Regions from separate parts of the Macaca mulatta genome. Here regions 1 and 3 are each linked to region 2. The links are chromatin contacts, called in public Hi-C maps. All regions are on one chromosome and are shown on one strand. Each heading gives the region's core, a stretch centred on a gene start, on an enhancer-like site or on the middle of the called end of the contact. The rest is flanking DNA. Distances are from core to core; before and after follow the strand shown. Region 1 holds the start of BMF (Bcl2 modifying factor). Region 2 holds the start of SRP14 (signal recognition particle 14). Region 3 holds the start of BUB1B (BUB1 mitotic checkpoint serine/threonine kinase B).

What was found. Hi-C and Micro-C count contacts between places; a contact is called where the count stands out from the background.
Region 1: a Hi-C map of CD4 T cells shows a contact between it and region 2, with 2.5 times the contacts expected there. The contact joins the promoter of BMF here to the promoter of SRP14 in region 2. A contact is called at or near these places in 3 of 14 Hi-C or Micro-C datasets (CD4 T cells, fetal cortex germinal zone and liver).
Region 3: a Hi-C map of fetal cortex germinal zone shows a contact between it and region 2, with 2.9 times the contacts expected there. The contact joins the promoter of BUB1B here to the promoter of SRP14 in region 2. A contact is called at or near these places in 3 of 14 Hi-C or Micro-C datasets (CD4 T cells, fetal cortex germinal zone and fibroblasts).

The regions. Positions count from the first base shown.
Region 1 is chr7:17,426,352-17,430,714 of T2T-MMU8v2.0, reverse strand. BMF (Bcl2 modifying factor) reads left to right here and starts at 1,795. Exons shown (of 6, transcript XM_015141924.3): 1 at 1,795-1,937; 2 at 2,324-2,362; 3 at 2,365-2,451. The coding sequence starts at 1,814.
Region 2 is chr7:17,356,745-17,360,937 of T2T-MMU8v2.0, reverse strand. It overlaps SRP14 (signal recognition particle 14), which reads left to right and starts at 2,767. Exons shown (of 5, transcript NM_001265919.1): 1 at 2,767-2,811; 2 at 2,959-3,031; 3 at 3,511-3,623. The coding sequence starts at 2,788.
Region 3 is chr7:17,467,586-17,471,772 of T2T-MMU8v2.0, reverse strand. It overlaps BUB1B (BUB1 mitotic checkpoint serine/threonine kinase B), which reads right to left and starts at 2,548. Exons shown (of 23, transcript XM_028850735.2): 1 at 2,263-2,548. The coding sequence starts at 2,297.

The sequences.
Region 1 (4,363 bases), core at 546-3,045, 71 kb before region 2:
TTTTCTATTCTAGCAACCACAGCCCTCAATATGGCTGGTTCATTCTCTTTCAGGTGCCTTGTGAGGGAGCAAAGGAAAGAATGGATGGGGAAAAGGTACAAGGAGACTTCAGGCTCTATTGGGCTGAAGGTCCCAGCTCCACTGACCTTAAATCTGAGTTTACAACTCAGAGAGCAGCTCAGTGGTCAGAGCACAGCTGAGCCCTACCGCCCCTGGTGGGTCAGGATTGTTGCGGGAGTGGCTCCCTCTCACTGCTTTCTGGACTCATCATTTTATCTTTCCTAAAACGCAGGCTTGGTCAAGTCGCTCATCTCCAATAAAATCTTTGCCGCCTCCCCTTTATAAAATACAGATTCTTCAGTCTGGCATTCCAGGGACACCTCTGTAATCTGACCTGAACCCACCTGCCCATGCCCACTGTTCCTAAATCTCAGTGTGCACCCAATGATCCAGTCACCAAGCCTCCCTCTGCTCCCTGCACAGGCAAGCTCTCCAGCTCAGCACTTCAGCTGGCTACCCTTAGGCCTGGGCTATTCTTTTTTTTTTTTTTTTTGAGATGGAGTCTCACTGTCGCCCAGGCTGGAGTGCGGTGGCGCTATCTCGGCCCACTGCATCCTTCGCCTCCTGGGTTCAAGCAATTCTCCTGCCTCAGCCTCCCAAGTAGCTGGGATTACAGGCATGCGCCACCATGCCTGGCTGATTTTTGTATTTTTAGTAGAGACAGGGTTTCGCCCTGTTGGCCAGGCTGGTCTCCAACTGCTGAGCTCAAGTGAACCACCCGCCTTGCCTAGGCCTCCCAGTTGGGACTACAGGCGTGAGCCACGTGCATCTGGTTTTCCTTATTGAAAAATATTTCCCATTCAATTTAAAAGCTGTCTCCCTGAGGCCTTCTCCAGCCTTTGTATTCTGAATTTTTCTGCATTCCTCAATAGTCATTATCCTTGGAACGGATACAATTCCTATGACTTTTCACTATTTTCAGGGCTACCTCTCCTAGTAGACTGTAAGCTCCTTGAGGGCAGACGCCAGGTTTCTGGCACTCAGCCCAGTATCTGGCACAGAGTAGGTGCTCGGTAAATGTCTGTGAAGTAGCCTACAGATTCCCTTGCACGGTCTGCAGGACATGTTGCTCTCCTGGCAGCACCAGCACAATCTCTAAACGCTGCCATATGCGAGATATGTGTCAACCGCTCAAGCAGCCCCTGCCTTCTTGAGCGCTCCTCTTCTCAGCCAGGTCCTTATTTTGCCAGTGCCCACTATGCCCAGTCAAGAAGAGGACCTAAGGGTTCCTCTGGATGTGTTTGTTTCAAACACACCTTCAGCTTTGGGGCTGCAGTTTTCTTCTGACCTGCTCGGCAGGCGGGAGGGAGCTTTCCCCTGAAGCTGGGATCCCACAGGGACCCGCACCCTGCACCCTGCACCCACTGGACGCATCAGCCTCATCAAAAAACTCCCCGCCTCCTTCCCCCCTCCCTTTCTGGACGCGCAGCAATTATTCTGCCCATTCCCGTGAAAAAGAAGACAAAAGTTACTTTGGCGCCCCCTCTCCGACACCTAATAGAGGATTCAGGGACTCTCTGGCGCTTCCAGAGCCTGTATTAGGGACAGAATCCGCGCTGGCGACGGCGCTCCAACTGCGCTTCTGGCGACGGTCGGAATTTTGCTCGGTCCCTTGCAATGTTTCCAAGGGAAGGTTCGTACATTCGTGACCGTCCCTGGCAGCTGCCCAGCCCGGGACTTGGCGCTTCACTCGCCATTGGCCAGTCCTCGGCGTGACGCGCAGGGGGGCGGGGCCTCATCAGCTGTTTGCGGGATGCCCCGAGCGGGCGTATTTTGGAAACAATACCGCACCGTGCGGAGTGGCCTCCTCCCGCCCCGGCCCGCGCCCGCTATCGCCGCCGCCCCTGCCTGCGCCTCCCGCCTCCTGCCGCAGCCCGGTGAGCGCCCGGGTGGCGGCCGGGGTCCGGGCGGAGTTGGATCGCAGCTCCCTGGGGAAGTGGGGAGCGGAGTCGCGCTGCGCATGGGGGCCCGGGAAGGGTTTGGGCTGCGGGCGTCTGGGGTGACCATGAAGAACTGGGGCCCTGGGGTGAGAGAACGGGGTGCAGAACCCACAGCTGGGTGCGCTGCTCCAAGAGGGAACTTGGGGGTAGCATTTGGGACTCGAAGGAGTTGGGTCCAGGTAGGCAGGGGAACCTGAGGTGCACTGCTGAGCAGACCTGGGCGCCCGAGAACGGCCCAGCCTCTGGGTCTGACTTTGGGGTAGAACAGGAATTGTGGGGCATCCTGCCTCCCTGCGGAGTCTGAAAGCTTCTCTCCTTAACAGCTGGGCTTTTTCCCTCCTTCCCAATCGAGTCTGGGCGTCAAGCCCCCGAGTGCTCGTCACGCTGGACCCTGGCGCGGAGCCCTGGCATCACGACTCGGAGGCTGAGACTCTCTCCTGGAGTCACCCAGGTCTGGGTGTGTGTGTGTGTGTGTGTGGGTGTGTGTGTGTGTGTGCGCGCGCGCGCGCGCCTAGTCACTGTCGAGGCTCTGGGTGTCTGGCTGCTGCCTTTTCCTAAGAGGAGGAGGAGTCTTAAGTTCAGCATCCCTCTTCCAGCCCTTAGGGGCTGGGATGGCTGCAGCGGGGCTTGAGTTCCTGTGCTAGGAATAAAGCATTCCCTGGCCCTGTTCTCAGTGCCCTCCTGCCGCCACTCTGGACATCACCTCTTAAGCTCAGGAGAAAAGGGAGGAAAGGGTTTCTTCACCCTCTCTTAGTTTACCCTTGACCTTGCCCAGCACCCCTCCAGAGGCGCCCACCTACAAGCAAGCCACCTACAGTTTGTGGAGCCTGAGAGGGGTCCCCGGGGCTTGCAGAGCCACACCTTCTGGCTGCACCTCCCCCACTGTCCAGTCCAGGCAAGGGTTGAACTTTGGGGCTTTGCTGGGAGGGGGAGGGGAAGGTGATAGGCTTCAAAGGAAAAACCAAGACAATGACCCCTGCTTGTGATTGGCTTTGAGGGCCCCTTCTTAGGTCGGGATTGCCAGCCTGAGAAGAGGAGGCTGGAGAGCTGGAGGGGAGCCCCTGCCAGGTGACTGGCAGGACAGCACTTGGTCCTTTCATCAGGAAATTTTGTTTCCTGTTGTTAATAAGCTGGAGTGCACCCCCTACCCCCCTCCCCATACACACACACACACACACACACACACACACACACACACTTGGGAAACACTGTCCAAAGAACACCACGTGCCTGCTTGCCATCCTAGCAGGCATCTCTTCACTCTCCAGGGAAGAGGACAGAGACAGGACCATAGACAGCTCAGGGACAGGGATGGGATGGGACAAGGGAGGGCTCAAGCAAGCACCTCACAGAGAGCTTACGTTTGGCAAAGGCAGGATTCTGAATTGAACTGAGATTGTTTTAGCTACTTCCCCAATCCATAGACCATTTGGCATATTCTTCAACGGCAAGGGACTGGGGGACAGAACCCCCAGGAATCTCCAGTTGAGTCTGACAAGAATGAAATTCATCCCTTTATCCGTAGCTGTTCAGGTGGTGGCTGCTTCTGGCTGCTGCTGCAGAGGCCCTAAGGGGCTCCTGGCATGTGTAGGGAGCTGGGTTGGAAGCTTAAGATGCTGAGTAGCTCCAAGCTCAGACTTCCAAGAGCCATCAGGTGGAGCAAGAGGAACTTCTTTATCACCAAGAAACTCATATCAATAACCTGAGTAGTATAGGCAGTGAGTGAGGTCATAGGGAGAGGGCTGAATTTCACTTCCTTCTGTAAGACCAGTTGTACCAGTCTCAGGTTCAGAGCTGGCAGGAGCGGGAGGCTGTGGAAGCAAGGATTTGAAATCGTGGAGACTAGTGAGGAGACTTAGTTGGGAGAGGCTGAACCTACCCTCCGGGCCAATTTTGGTGGGCAGACAGCTCACCTCTGCTCAAAGAGAGCTGAGATGGCAGCTGCAATGACTAGCTTGGGTCTTTATCCCCTCTCCCAGGACACACTCTTACCACACTGCAGAGCCTGTTTGTTGTGTTGTGCAAGCAAGGGGTGGAGATTAGAGTAGATGGGCAGCAGGGCGGGGCTTAGAGGTTTGGAGGGAACCTGGCTGCTCTAGGATTGCTGGCTTTTGTTTTTGCTGCTGAGCCTGGAGCTCAGCTCAGACTGAGATAAGAGTTTCCTTGGGACAATGACTGTGTGTGTGTGTGTGTGTGTACGCGTGCGTGTGTGTGGTGAGCACTGTATGTATAGCCCATCACAGCACCCTTGACAGCAACTTACCAGAGGCTAGTCTTCTTTGTATTTTCCCAGGTACCCTGCATGCATATAGCTGCTGATTCTACTCCTGCTATCGCTCACAACCCTCAGAGTCAAACTTTGT
Region 2 (4,193 bases), core at 1,518-4,017:
CATGGGTGTTTTTTTTTTTTAGTAACTAGGCAGATGGTGGTGCCATTTAATAAATAGCAAAGATGTGGGAAGTAAAAAGTTTTGATTTGGTCATGTAATATCCGAGATGCTGGTTATACATCCAAGTGGAACTACCAAGTAGACAGCTGAATATGTAAGTTTGGAGCTCAATACAGAGGTAAAAGCTATAATTAAAAATTGGGGAGTCGGCCGGGCGCGGTGGCTCAAGCCTGTAATCCCAGCACTTTGGGAGGCCGAGACAGGCGGATCACGAGGTCAGGAGATCGAGACCATCCTGGTTAACACGGTGAAACCCCGTCTCTACTAAAAAATACAAAAAACTAGCTGGGCGAGGTGGCGGGCGCCTGTAGTCCCAGCTACTCGGGAGGCTGAGGCAGGAGAATGGCGTGAACCCGGGAGGCGGAGCTTGCAGTGAGCTGAGATCCGGCCACTGCACTCCAGCCTGGGCGACAGAGTGAGACTCCGTCTCAAAAAAAAAAAAAAAAAAAAAAATTGGGGAGTCATCTTCGTACACCTCAGGACTAGCAAAGGTTAGAACAGTCTGGTGAAAACCCCTGCTGTAGGGCCACCAACACACGAGCACTCTGTGATTGGCGCCGTGTGAATAACCTCTAGCGTGCACGTCCAACCGTTTGGCTTCCCTGGGCCACGTTGAAAGAAGAATTGTAAGAATTGTCCTGGGCCATATGTAAAATACGCTAACACAAATGATAGCTATGAGATAAAAAACTTTTTCAAAAAGGGCCCATGCATAATTTTGGTGGTATCTGCCAATACAGATGAGCCAAAAAAGTCCTCACATTCAAATGGCTGGACACCCATGCAAGAGCCCCGGGCCTTGGCATCACTAGCTCAGAAGCTGAAGTCCTGGTTGCGAGCACCAGATTGACCCACGGTAGGTCAATGCTTGAGCCCCGCTGCTGAGGGCAGGTGAGTGACTCTCTGACCCTTTTATTTAATTATTTATTTATTGCCTCTCACCAAAACCCACACAACAGGGGACTGCAAACAGGTTCAAATCCTGGAGAACCAAAAGCCAATACAGGTTGGCTATACAAGGTCATCAGCCTAGGGCAGGAAGTGGGCAAAGGGCGCTGGCCATTTGGAAGAAAATGTGAAATCAGAGAGTGAACATATTTAAGCCATTAAGTTTGTGAATCTCCTAACTGGGCTCCCCATTTCCTGCCTTGTCTCTCTACAGTCTTCACAACCCAGACAGGGCCATCTTTAAAAAATGGTAAATCCCATTTTCAGTGTTCTCTTGAAAACTTCCTTAACAAGAGTCTTCTCTTTGTATCTAGAACAAAATCCAAATTTACCATGGTCACAGGCCCTACATAATCTGGTTCCCAGCTACCTCTCCATACTCCTTCACTCCTTGCTCCACAAGCCCTCCTCACCCCCACCCGCACCTGTCAGTCTTAGACACAGGGCAACTTGTTTCCCCTTTGGGGGTTTTGCTCTAGCCATTCTCTGTGTCTGAAACACTGTGTCCCTAGATCTTTGGATGGCTGGTCCTTTCAGCTTTCAATTCAAAGCTCTCCTCTTCGACGAGAACTCCTCTGACCCCAGCCCAAAGCAGTCCCCTTCCCACTCATTATACAGCCCTGCTTAGCTGTCTTCACAGAGCTCATTATCTGAAGCTGTACTACTTACTTGTTTGCTTCATTGTTTATTTCCTCCCTGCCCCTTTTAACCCAAGTTCCAGGAAACCAGAAACTTAGCTTGTCTTATCCTGCAGCATCCCCAACCTCTACAACAGTGCCTGGCACAGACTGAGAGGCACTCAGCGAAAACCTCTTGTGTGGTAGAATGCTTGACTTTATAGAGGGCCCAGGGTTCAAGTTGGCTACTGGCAGAGAGGGCTTACAACCCAGTTCTCCTGACTAATCAGAGGTAGAACTAAAAACTGGGCTCCAGCCCCTCTTTTTTTTTTTTTTTTTTTTTTTTTTGAGACGGAGGCTCGCTCTGTAGCCCAGGCTGGAGTGCAGCGGCGCGATCTCGGCTTGCAAGCTCCGCCTCCCGGGTTCACGCCATTCAGCCTCCGGAGTAGCTGGGATTACAGGCGCCCGCCACCACCCCCGGCTCTTTTGTATTTTTAGTAGAGACGGGGTTTCACCGTGTTAGCCAGGATGGTCTCAATCTCCTGACCTCGTGATCCGCCCGCCTCGGCCTCCCAAAGTGCTGGGATTACAGGCGTGAGCCACCGCGCCCGGCCCAGCCCCTCTGGCTACAGCTAAAAGGCAGCGTTTAGGGAGAATTTAAAGGATCTACAGGAACTTATAATGATGACAATAATTAAAAGAACAATAGCTGATACCTACGGAACACGCTCTATGTGCCAGGCACTGTTCTACGTATTTAATCTGAGTTTCATTTACGCTTCACGACCACACTGCGAAGTAGATACTATCATTACCCTCACTTTATGGATAAGGAAACTGAGTCACTGAATTGTTAGGTAACCTGCCCAGCATACAGCTGAACATAAACTATACGCTGCTATCAAAACTTTCTTTTGCTCTCACTCCCTCACCCTGGCTGGGGTGAGAAGTTCTCTCTCAAGCGACGGCCCAGGACAGCCCCAACGCCTCCAGGTCACTGGCCCCCGGACGTCCCAGGGCGCCGGCCAGGATTGGTGGAAGAGAAGAGATTGGTGGAAGACAATGGAAGCGTAGTAGCGGAAGTCCCGCCCAGCCTAGGCCGAACTTCCGGCTCTCACTGCTAGGGGCTTCAGCGGAGGGAGTGGAGCGAAGCGTCGCCGCGATGGTGTTGTTGGAGAGCGAGCAGGTATGGCTAGGCCTGGCCGGCAGAGAGACGGGGGCGGCTCAGGCTTTGGTCGAGACCTCTGCCTCCTTCTGCGGGAGGACCAGGGCCTTGACGCGGCGGGGCGAGGATTTGGGGCTGGCTAACGGGGCCGGGCCTGTTGTTTTTCAGTTCCTGACGGAGCTGACCAGACTTTTCCAGAAGTGCCGGACGTCGGGCAGCGTCTATATCACCTTGAAGAAGTGTAAGCAGCGGGAGGGGAGCCGGGCGATGCTCCCCGGGTGCCCGGTGTCTGGGAGCCACCGGAGTCTGTCTGCCGCGGACCGCCGCCTTCCTCTACCGTCCGTCACTCTGTACTGGGCACATTCGGGGCTTCGGGCCTGGAAAATGATGGGGATTGTAGCGGGCGCAGTCCCCAGCGCTGAGCCGCCTAGGTTGCTTCTGGTAACAATGGGTCCCAAGCAGCCCAGGGCTCTTTGTCAGGGATCCCAAACGCCGCCACTTTGAGTGGGAGTTAACGTGCTTCGCTATTCCATGTTTCCGTCGTGGAAATAATAGTTTCTCCAGGGTTTCGCCAGACCGTGGTAGCAGACGAGGTGTTTAACAGAACTAGAGCAGCGGGGCTGGATTAGGTCATCACTTACCCCCTCCTCTGTTTTAACTGTTTGTCTGCCGCTCAGCCACGTATGCGGCCGTGTTCACCAGGATGCATTTTTCCTTCAGATGACGGTCGAACCAAACCCATTCCAAAGAAAGGTACTGTGGAGGGCTTTGAGCCCGCAGACAACAAGTGTCTGTTAAGAGCTACCGATGGGAAAAAGAAGATCAGCACTGTGGTGAGCTGAGTTCCTAAGGCTATCTTTTGAAATGTAAACACTCGAATTGAAGAGAGGATGGGGCGTTTCTGAACCAGGCTTTAATTTACTTTTCCCTTTTGCCCTGTGTGGCTATTTCTGAGACCAGGACCTTCCTATACTTCAGTAGTAGAAAACTCAAGAATAAAATAAAATGAAGAAGGTAGAGGTCAAACAGTCGTTAGTTCTGCTAAAATTTTTGCGGAAATGAATGAAAGTAGCGTATTCGTCCTTATTCGTAGTACTGTAAGGAGCCGTTGGCATAAATATTTGATTCCTTAGCCCCTTACTGTGTTGGGCCTTCAGTAAGCAGTTTCTTGGCACCAGGTGATGCTATTATTTCCTTATCTTTGTGGTTCACATGGCGAATGTGCAGCTAAATGTTAGGTTTCACACTTGAGAAAATATGCATTTTAGTCAAGAGCCCTAGTCTTTCCTTTCAGTGGAGGTTGAATAATGCAAAGGAAGAGTCTTCTTGAGTTGAGTGAATACTACTTTATTCTGCTGTGGCAGAACCAGACTTACTCTCTAATCACATTAGTGTAGGATACT
Region 3 (4,187 bases), core at 1,299-3,798, 110 kb before region 2:
GGCATGCTGGGCACTTTCATAAGGCATTGTTTATTGTCATGCATTTGTATGATTATCATACACACTTTCTATAAACTTTTTAAATAGAGACACGTCTTACTATGTTGCCCAGGCTGGTCTTGAACTGCTGAGCTCAAGCAATCCTGTTGCCTCAGCCTCCTGAAGTGCTGGGATTATAGGTGTGAGCCACTGCGCCCAGCCTTTACAGATTTTTATTTTACAATAATTTGTATTCATTCCTTCATTCATTTTCCAACTCACTTATTCTAGTTCAGGGTCGAGGGTGGCCAGAGCCCATCTCAGCAACTCAGTGAGGAACCAACCCTAGACAGGATACCATTCCATCACAGGGAGCACTCACATTCACACTCATTCAGACTGGGATCATTTAGACACGCCTATTAACAGGTACATCTTTGGGATGTAGAAGGAAACTGGAGTACCTAAGGAAACCGATGCAGACATGTGGAAAACATGCAAACTTCACATACACAGCAGCCCCGCAATGAATTTTTTTTTTTCTCATCAACATAATAACAAAACGACATTATACCAGGACCTGCTCTATATTGTGTGAACCCTGTAAAGGTAAAGGCTATGCCATTTATTTTTGTATGCCCACGATCTAATACAAAATATAACACTATTATGCCCTGAATGTTTGTTGAATTCATCTGAACTTTCTTCTCTTGCTCTTAAAAATAGTGATTACATTATCTCAGTTAAATATCCCAAATTGAGCTAAGACTGCCCCCACTTCCTCCCAGACCTGCTCCTCCCACAGTCTTCCTTTTTCTCAAATAAATGGCAATCCCATTCTTCAGTTGCCCAAGCCAAAAATCTTAGTGCCAACTTTGATGCCCTTCTCATACCCCTCAGTCAGTCAGCAAATCCTACTGGTTCTACCCTCAAAATATATACAGAAATCAGCCACTTCTCATCATCTCCACTGTTTTCCACCTGGCTCAACTCACTTTTGAGCTGAATTATTTCAGGCTGAATTATTTCAACAACCTCTTAACTAGTGTCCCTTGCTTACATCCTTTGCTGCCTTTAGTGTATTCAACACTACAGCCAAAGTGACCCCACTTAAACCCAAGTTAGATTATGTCCTTCCTTTGCTCAAAACCTTCCAGTGACTTTTGATTACAACTAGAGTAAAAGCTAAGTCCTTACAATGTCTGCATCTTCACCATTTTTATGTAATATCCTTTTACTCTTCTAGTTAACTCTGCTCCAGTGACAATGGCCTTGGACATGCCAGATGCAACTTCCTTCCCCAGCTCTCACCCTCAGCCTTTGTACTTCCCTCAGATATAGAACCGCTAGCTTTTGAGATTCCTTCACATCTTGACCAAAATGACATCTCAGTGAGGCTCCAGTGTTCAAGCTAAAATTGCACCAGTCTCCACTCCCAATATTCCCTACCCACACTTGCTTTATTTTTTTAAATACTGACCACCATCTCCACCTAACAGTTTCCTTATTGTCTGACTCCCCCACCTTCATCCAACCCAGAATTTAAGCTTCATGAGGGTTGAGATTTGGGTGTCTGTATATTTGCTGCATTCAGAGCTTAGCCAAAAAAATACTCGTTACGTGAATGAAAGAGCCCATGACATAGCACTTATCTAGGTATTGTGGGCACCATGGTGAACACACATACACATTTCCAACCTAGAACTGCAATATAGTTTTTTTTTTAATACAAGGAAAAGCCGCAAACATGCAGAGAAAGGCTTTTTAGATCTCTACGCTATTGGCATAATTTAGATGTCTATGATATTGGCTAAAGGCTTTTTAGATCTCTGTGCTATTGGCATAGCACCTGCCTTTTGTTGATGGCTTATTTGGAAGCAGTTACTTAACAAATACTTTGAATTCCCCCAGAACCACGTAAGGCAGCATTAACATCAGCGTTTTCCATACATACGATTTGCCCAAGGTCAAACAACTAGCAGGTGGCTGAGCTGAGTTACAAACAAGACCACATTACAACTTCCAAAGTCTTTGTTCCGCTGGGGTCCCGCAGCCTTCTTCGCTTTGAAGCTGGATGAGGCAGGATTCGCACGTGCCCTCAGTCCACTGCCTTTTCCCCTCCACCTCTGGCATTCGACTCCAAAAGGAAGGAGGCTCCGGCGGGGCCTGTTCTGACAGTGCCGATCTCCCCCTCGACTACTCCGAGCGGAACCTTCTATCACCTACCAGGCACCTTCGGGTCCTCTCAGGCCCAGCCCCCAGCAGCTCTTCTCCCGTATCTACCTCAGAGCACCCCCTTCCTTCTTCACCGCCGCCATCCTGCATTCCTGGCTCAGGTCCTCGTCCTGCTGCAGGTCTTTCCTCCGGGCCGCAGGCCGCCTGGGCTTTCTTCCGCAACCTGCCCTCGGAGCTACAGAAACGACCACGGCACGCACTCGACTCCCTTACAAATCAGCCACCTCAAGCCCGCACCCCTAGCCGCCAAGTTTCAAATTTAACGGTCCCGCGCGGTCGACGTGGCCACGCCCCTTCGCTCCTCCGTGCTCTAGCCTCTCGCCCAAGGCATTCTGGGGCTTGTAGTTTATACCGGTGTAGTCTGCGAAGTCGCGGTGCATAATGGGAATTGTAGTTTCCCGGAGTCAATGGCCGCGGAAGTACAATAGGCTTAGGCGAAACATATTCTCTGCAGGTGCTGTCTTGAGTCGTGGCTGGAAGGCGAGTCTATGAGCTGAGCGAGGAACACTTAAAGCACCAGAATTTCTTTGCTGTTTTGAGTGCTGGGAGATGTCTCTGAGTGCTTGCACTTGGCCTGACTCTTCTAGAGTGACTACCCCTGCTGTCTGCCCCAAATCTCACCCGTGCGGGGTTCTTAGGCCACGGACCTAGCTGTTTCCTGCCCCACCCTTGAATTCAAAAAAGCTGGATTCTAGTTCTGTAAAATCATACCAAATGTGCAACTTTAGGCAAGCTATATAATCTCTCTGACCGTCAGCTTTCCTCATCTATAAAGTGATGATATTGTCTTGCTTTCTCTTCTGCTCAGTCCACAAGCAGTAAACACAGCCATGCTATGGTTCCCAAGGTTTCACCTCTTTTCCCCTTCAGGAGACGAGCCTTGACTGACATTAAACTGTTCGTCGCAATTTCAATTTTCTGAGGAAGAAACTGTGATAGATCAGATGTGACCAGGGGAGTAGGATCTTTTTGTTTGGTTGGTTTTGTTTTAGAGACAGGGTCTTCTTCTTGCTCTGTCGCCCAGGCTGGAGTGCAGTAGCCTGATCATGGCTCACTTCAGCCTCCAATTCCCGGGGTCAAGTGATCCTCCCACCTGAGCCTCCCCAGTAGCTGCGATTACAGGCACTAGCCACCTTGAGGCAAGAACAGGGTCGTTTAAGAAAGCACAGGTACAGGGGATTTCTCCTTTATGACTGTGGGGATGGTCGGAGAAGCAGCAGTTCCCAGAGGCAGGTGCTGAGGATACTGTCCACTACTCCCTGTTTCTTAGTTCCCAGCTTTCTGTCTTTGTTCACGTTATGTAAGTCATTCTTTCCTCTGAATCATCAGGACTCTTGATTCCAAAGAAATAGAAATCCAACTTAAACTGGCCTACTCAGAAAAGGGAGTTTACTGTCTTTTATATATAAAAGACTTCAGATAAAGCTTAATCCAGGAGTCATGTGGACTGGGCCTCTCTCCACCTCGCCTGTACTCTTGTTGTTGGTTTATTGTCATTCTCCATTGGGCAACAGATTCAGGACTTTATCCTTACAGGTTCAAATTCAGACTTAGGAGTCACCCTGCTTAACCCCTTCCTCCCAAACAGTCACTGGGGATAGTAGATTTCAGGGCTTTGATTGTTCAGAACCAAGTCATGTGTTTCACCTTGGGACTGAGAGAGGGGAAGGGGTGATTCCTCATAGGAAATTTTGGTTACTCTTTACATCCTAGTCCTCCACATCCAGGAAGCTTTCCTGGATCATGTGAGATGTGGTGCATGGGATTCTCTCACTGGCTCATTTTATCTCTTACCTTATGCCAGTACTGGCCTAGCACTTCATTTCCTTTTAACAGGGTGTCCTGTTCATATCTACGGCTTCTCAGTTTTGACTATTTCCTACAAACGATCTTGGAAATGTAGCATTTGGTCTTTTGATCTCAGTCTTTCCTATAATCTAGTCGGATTTCCCATAAACTGTGGTACAATGTAG